Linked DNA regions of Rattus norvegicus: region 2 is linked to region 1. A link is a contact called in public Hi-C data. All regions are on one chromosome and are shown on one strand. The core of a region is the stretch at or near the end of the contact, and the rest is flanking DNA. Distances in the headings are between cores, read along the strand shown.

What was found. A called contact is a pair of places that touch in the nucleus more often than the background predicts.
Region 2: a Hi-C map of the A7r5 cell line shows a contact between it and region 1, with 5 times the contacts expected there. The contact joins two enhancer-like sites. A contact is called at or near these places in 2 of 12 Hi-C or Micro-C datasets (the A7r5 cell line and frontal cortex).

The regions. Positions count from the first base shown.
Region 1 is chr19:56,336,902-56,339,980 of GRCr8, reverse strand. It overlaps Wdr59 (WD repeat domain 59), which reads left to right. Exons shown (of 27, transcript XM_063278659.1): 21 at 97-178. Among named protein-coding and RNA genes, the nearest start is that of Wdr59, 55 kb to the left of the region's middle. Within about 2 kb of position 1,535, at least 16 of the 93 cell types and tissues checked have an H3K27ac peak or open chromatin away from gene starts, as enhancers often do. A contact at or near this core is called in the A7r5 cell line, where this site is marked.
Region 2 is chr19:56,489,773-56,492,851 of GRCr8, reverse strand. It overlaps Znrf1 (zinc and ring finger 1), which reads right to left. Exons shown (of 5, transcript NM_001401080.1): 5 at 1,954-2,870. It overlaps Ldhd (lactate dehydrogenase D), which reads left to right. Exons shown (of 11, transcript NM_001399130.1): 11 at 1-25. Among named protein-coding and RNA genes, the nearest start is that of Ldhd, 6.4 kb to the left of the region's middle. Within about 2 kb of position 1,446, at least 33 of the 93 cell types and tissues checked have an H3K27ac peak or open chromatin away from gene starts, as enhancers often do. A contact at or near this core is called in the A7r5 cell line, where this site is marked.

The DNA of each region.
Region 1 (3,079 bases), core at 286-2,785:
GACAACCAAAGAGGCACTTTCTAGGCTGTTAAATCAGGAGGAATTCTTGGGAAATTCGAGTAGAAACCTTCTTAGTCTTTTCTGTTTTAATTTCAGATTGAATGTGAACGATACTCAGGAGACGTGTCAGAAGAATGCTACTTCTGCCATGCTTGTTGGAAGGAAGGATCTCGTCCAGGTATTATCATTCCCTGTTGGCGAGGTTCTGGCCTTGACAGCTGTCAGTTAGTGATGCTCATAGCGTGTGCCCCCTATTTGAAGTTTCTTTTTTATTTTCTTTGACAGCCTGTAGGACTCAGCAGCCTCCCTCTCCTCCCTCGTCCCCTGTCCCCTGTCCCCTCTCCTCCTCTTCTTCCTCCTCCCCCTCTTCTTCCTCCTCCTCCTTCCCCTCTCTCTCTCTCTCTCTCTCTCTCTCTCTCTCTCTCTCTTCCTCTCTCTCTCTCTTTCTCTCTCTCCTGGAACTTCTTCTGTAGACCAGGCTGGCCTCTAGCTCAGATCTGCCTGCCTCTGCCTCTTGAGTACTGGGATTATAGGGAAGCCCCACCACTGCCACCTGTGGGTAATTTTTTAAAATTGTGGGAAGATCCTGAAGTGGCTTTTTTTTCTTAAACTTTCTATTTCAATGCCACAGTGATTATTGTCACCTAAATTTGAGGATCTGTACCTTTGTCATTTCACCTCAATTACTTTTTGAAACTTTTAAAAAAATATTTCATAAGGTTTACCAGAATGTATTTCAAGGTAGAGATGTTCAGTTCAGGGGGTTGGAGAGATGGAAAGGTGGCTGGAGCGTTGGCTGCTCTGATAGAAGGCCAATTCCCAGCACTCGTGTGGTGTCTCACATCTCTAACTCCAGTTCCAGGGGATCCAACCCCCTCTTCCGTCCTCCTCTGGCACCAGGCATGTGCATGATATTCATACCCGAAGGCAAAACATTCTTGCTTTTAACATAGTAGTAAATATTTAAATAATAATATATGACATTTATAAGATGTCAGTTTCCTTCATCTCTGTGGTTCTCATGGCTTGTTCTCTTTTATTGAGACTCAGTCTGCACATCACGAGTCTGCCCACTTAAAATGTGATACTTAGTGTATCTAGTGTTGTCAGAGCTCTCATTAGAAACTGCTCAAAGTGTTTTTTATCATCCATAGAAGAAACCATTGTCCTTCAGTCGGTTCTTCCCATCAGTCCTGGGCAACCGCCAACTGCTTCCTGTCTTTCTTTCTCTCTGTTCTCTAGTTGATTGCTAGACTGAGCTTTGGAAGTGACTAGCAGGTCTCCCAGCAGCTCACTGCTTTCCCTCATAACTAAATGAATCAACACTAAGGCCTTTTCTTGATTTTCATTTGATTAAAAACATCCCTAAGATTTCCATTCATCTAGTAATGAATATCACATCATCTCTCCCGGAAACCCTTTAAAGAAAAACTCCCTCATGGATTTAATCTATTTCTGTCAGCCCCACCCACCAGACTGAACACTAAGAAGGCAAAATGAGCTAATAGGAACAGCGTGGAATTTACAGTGGAGGCCAAGGCCAGCTCAGAGTCCTAGAAAACACCCCAGGCAAGTTATCTCAGGCCCTCAGCCTTTGAGGGAGTTTATAGTGTGAGAACCAGAAGAATTTCCTCCATGGGGTTGGTGAGATCAGTGAAGGCTGCTCCATAGCCCCAAAGAACAGAACATTCTCTCAGTAGGGAGTTCTCTCCCTCTTCCTTATTCTCTTCTGCACCTCTCTGCGCGCTCGCTCTCTCTCTCTCTCTCTCTCTCTCTCTCTCTCTCTCTCTCTCTTCTTCCTTCTCTCCACTCCCCTGCTTCCTTTTTCTTTTCCCTCTCCCTAGCTCCTCCCCCTCTCCCCCAGTGCTTTTCTGACAGAATTGGTATAGAAAGCTAGACCAGTCTCAGTGATGGGGAGACTCTTGTCTTCAGGCACCCCCTGCTTGACTTCTGGGCCCTAGCACTTTTTCTGTGTGTGATCCCCAGCAAGCTGCTCAGGCTTTCTGAGCCTCAGAGTCCCTGCTATAAAATAAACAGTGCAATACTTCTGACTTCATTAGATAATAAAAGAAGTAAACTTTGTGACTTCTAGCCGTCTGATCACTGGAAATGCCTGCTTTCTGTATTGTATATTTCCACAGCTGTTCAGCGATTGTTGTTCATAACTTGATGTTTAAAGACAGAAATTACCCGAGCGACAATGAGTGCTCCAAGAATTTTATTGTTTTTCTTCCTGCCTTTGATAAAGATATGCTTCCTGTTTTGTGTCCCTCACATTTACCAGAGAAACAAATGCAAGGGCGCCCTTCTGTGGAAACCCTTTAGGAAATGTGCATTATGGAGGGAGACACTAACACAACTCAATCGTCAGCCACGGCAGAACATCTGTCCTGCTGTCTCTCCTTGGAGAGAGACTTGTACGTCGCTTTCAGCATGTTGCCGTCACGCTAGTATTTTACACATCTAATGTTTGCCTTCTGGCATTTGTATTTACTTGCTCATCTCAAATTATAGACTTGATTCAAAGTTCGTGTCTTCTTCCTTTTGGGTTTAGAGTGGTGTATTCCAATGACTGTATTGCTTTTCCTGAGCCAAACAAAACAGAAGAGATTTTCCAAAAGTAATATTCAATTTTCTGAAGGGTCTCAAGGGGTTGGGGCTCTTTCTGATGGGTAGTGAAGGCCTTGGGCTTAATAGACATTTAATGGACATTAGTGTGGTGATTCTAAGCCCCATAAGGTTTGAGGCCTGGGTGACTATCAGACTTCATGTCAACATAAACAAAGCCAAGGTTGTTTAGTTCTTGGCCTGTTCTTTAGCTTCAAGAGGGCCCTAAAACTTTCGTAATGGAGGTGACAGTGTTCTCTAGCCATTGCACAAAGACCAGGTCCTCAGTGGGTTGTGGACTGCTCTGCTCTCTGCCAATCCAGTTCACCAATGAAGCATCAGAAGAGGCCAAGAGTGCCGAAGAGCTGGCCCCTTGAGTTGTGATACTGTTTATCTCTGAAGCTTGCTTAATGGAAGGTTTTCCTTACTTATTTTAGTTTGAGGAGATGGGGTTTGCCGTGTAGTGCAGGCT
Region 2 (3,079 bases), core at 197-2,696, 150 kb before region 1:
GAAATATCAGTCGTTGAAGATTCAACAATGGACATTTTTGCCTTATTTGCTTTGTATATTTTGGGGGAGGGGAGACCATATGGGATTAATTATACATTTCTTGAAATCATTCAACTATATATTTCAGCCATTGTCTCCTAAGAAGGACATTCTCCTATGAGTTTCAATACTATCAAATGGCTCTTAGATGGGTGGTTTTCAGAAGGGGCTCCTGGAGCTCTCAGAAGGCTTTCTGGGCTCCTAAGAGCAAAAGGGAAGAACCCATCTCTTGGCTCTTCCATAGTTTCTTTCTTCTCAGAAAGGCAGAGTAGGAACACCACAGAATTCTAGAGGGCTGTCTGGATGGATGGTGACACACACACAAGTGCCACCTGGGAAGCCCAGACAAACCTAGTCCCACCCTCACACCAGGCACTGGCAATCTGGGTCCAAACTCAGAGGACGTGACAGCCCGCAAAGGGCTTTGGTGTGCCAGGTGGGGGCAGAAGTCACTGGGGATGGGATGAGCACCAGCCTAGAGAGCCGAGAATAGCACCCAGTGTGGGGCTCAGTGCTGCCCCAACCAACTCAACCACGGGACTCGGCCACAGCACTGGCAGAGCAGCCGGGCTCACACAGCCAAGGTGGGCACACAAAGCCTGTGTCCAGGCCCAGGGGTCAGACAAGGAGATCTCTTTGAGGGCTGGGCCCTGCCCTGCCAGCTCTGCTGGTAGGATTATATATAGAACGGGGAGACACAGTTGCCAGGCAGAAGCTGGAGGTGCTGGGAATAGAACAGTGCCCTTTGCAGTGACAAAGCTACGAGGGAGCCTGGCACATGTGTGCCAGGCCTTTGGGGCAGATCCCCAACACTCACTGAACTGAGCTGCATGACTGTGCCCTGACTTCACATGCAAGGAATCAAATTCAGACGAATGCAGTTACTTGCTCACCATTGTGCCAAGAAGTAAAGTGCTTCAATACAGAGAAGAGCCCAGCTTCTAGCCATTGACAATGCTCACAGTTCAGGTCCTGAGGTCTCTTGACTCTCAGGCTCTTGTCAGAGAGCACCCTTAGTTCTCTGAACTTGCCTACCTGCCTGTGCCCACTGGCCTCCAACAAATGCCCTTGCAGAGCAGTTGCTTCAGGAAGCACAGTCCAAATTTGTGGGCCTGCTGGGACTGGGCCCTGAGACAGCAAGGGGCAGATGTGGAAATGGTCATGGAGAGAGGGCACCATCTCCCCCAAAGCTTTCCTTAGCTGGCTCTGAGGAGGCCCTGAAATGCAGCTCCTGGAACCTCACTAGTAGACAGGTAGGTATGCACTGCTGCCCCCTGCTCTTAGTTCCCTGCCCAGCCCGCAATTTGTCACTTTATGAGGCTGAGTGGCTGCTTCTGGTTCAAGGCCTGTGAGCTGGAAGAGGCCCAAACCAGGGCCTCTTCCTGGGCCTCAGTGAAACATGCCCATGAGTCAGCACTCAGCTGTACAAGGATACACGGAGCAACAGGCAAGCAGAGTGCAGGACCGGGAGCAGAGGCTCTGAAGAATGGGCTGGGCTGGCATCTCCAGGTGCCCGTATCCTTGCAGCCTCTGATGGCTGTAAGATTTTTGCCTCTGAATATCTTTCCAGAAACATTCTATCACAACCAGAGATGACAGTAGACTGACAATCAATCCATGATGCTTAAGAATTTATAAACTTCAAAGACATAGCTGAGCCACTATGGGAGCATCTGACAAGGAGTGGCTAAGCCATTACAGGTGCTAAGAGGGTGTGGGCTGGGGGTGCAGAGAGGGAACTGGTGCTTGCCTTCCAATTTGATTGTGTAACAACACTTCATTAAAATAAAATCACACGGTGCATCTTTTATTACACACTATTTTAATACCATATCAAAACACCTTGACTGACGAAGATAAGCTTTTCTCCTAAGCTTTAAACAATTTTAAAACATCTTTGTAAGGTTTGGGTTGTTTTTTTTTTTTTTTTTGGATTTTAATATATAAATACAGAAACCTGTCCTGCACGGGCTGATGTCATGTGTGAATACCAATGGCTAAAATCTTTTCCGTGTGCCTGAAAACAGGGTTTGTAGTACATAGTCCTTTAGTAAGTTTTAAGTTTTCTCAGAAAAAAATTCACAAGGGCCTAGGAAAAACGTCCAGGCATTTTTTTTTTTCAGTGTATTTGCAACTGTTAAATCCTCTGAAGGGATCAGATCCAGGAGGAAAGGCAGGGAAGACGTGGGGATGGTGGGGAAGTGTCCGTGATGGGCTCTTCATCTTCCTCTTTTTGGCAAGGAAATCAAGATATTGGAAATTTAAGGGGAGAAAAGTGCAAAACCAAGCCAGAAAAATGGGACAGAAGAACAAGAAAACAAAAAACAAATCCCCCAAGGTAGAAAGGTTAGTGATGCAGAGCGCCAACTGGGGTGTTGGGCAAAGGAAGTGACGTGTGCCCACCTGCCCACCCGCCTGCCCACCCACCATCAGAGCGCTGGGGTGAGGGCAAGGCCATGCTTGCTCCTGTCACTGAGTGGGTTTTAGCTGGGCAGCAAACAATAGTCTGTAAACATCACAGGGAAAACACCAGTCGACACGAGACTTTTTATAGAATTTTTTGTTGTTTGTAAACACTTTTTAAAGACAGACCCACAACGCCTTTCAAAGGTGAAAAAGAAAATGCCCTTTCCCTCCTGGGTCGAGGGTGAGGGGAAGGATAGAGGTCAATTCATTCTTCTCTCAGACTCGCTCTCATCCACTGGGTGTCCTCGGGGAGGACCGTTTTCTGGAAGCCAGTGCAGAAGGGTGCCCTGTTCTCTCTGGTGTCCCAAGCTCAGCTCTGTCCAGTGTCCGAGGAGCCTCCTCCCAGGAACAGGGGCTGGCTGTCCCTGTGTGGGTCGGAAGAAGTCAGTCCTGCTCCATCTCGATGAGCGCTGCGCTGCCGCTCCATCTCACCGTGGCAGCAGCGTGTACCCCCTGAGGGCGGGCTGGTCAGCTGGGGCATCTGGTTCAGTCCAGGCAGGCCCATCAGAAGCCAAACATCATGTCGGCAATTTGGACCTGCACTCTGGAGCTGGGGTCCAATCCCTCTGCCTCA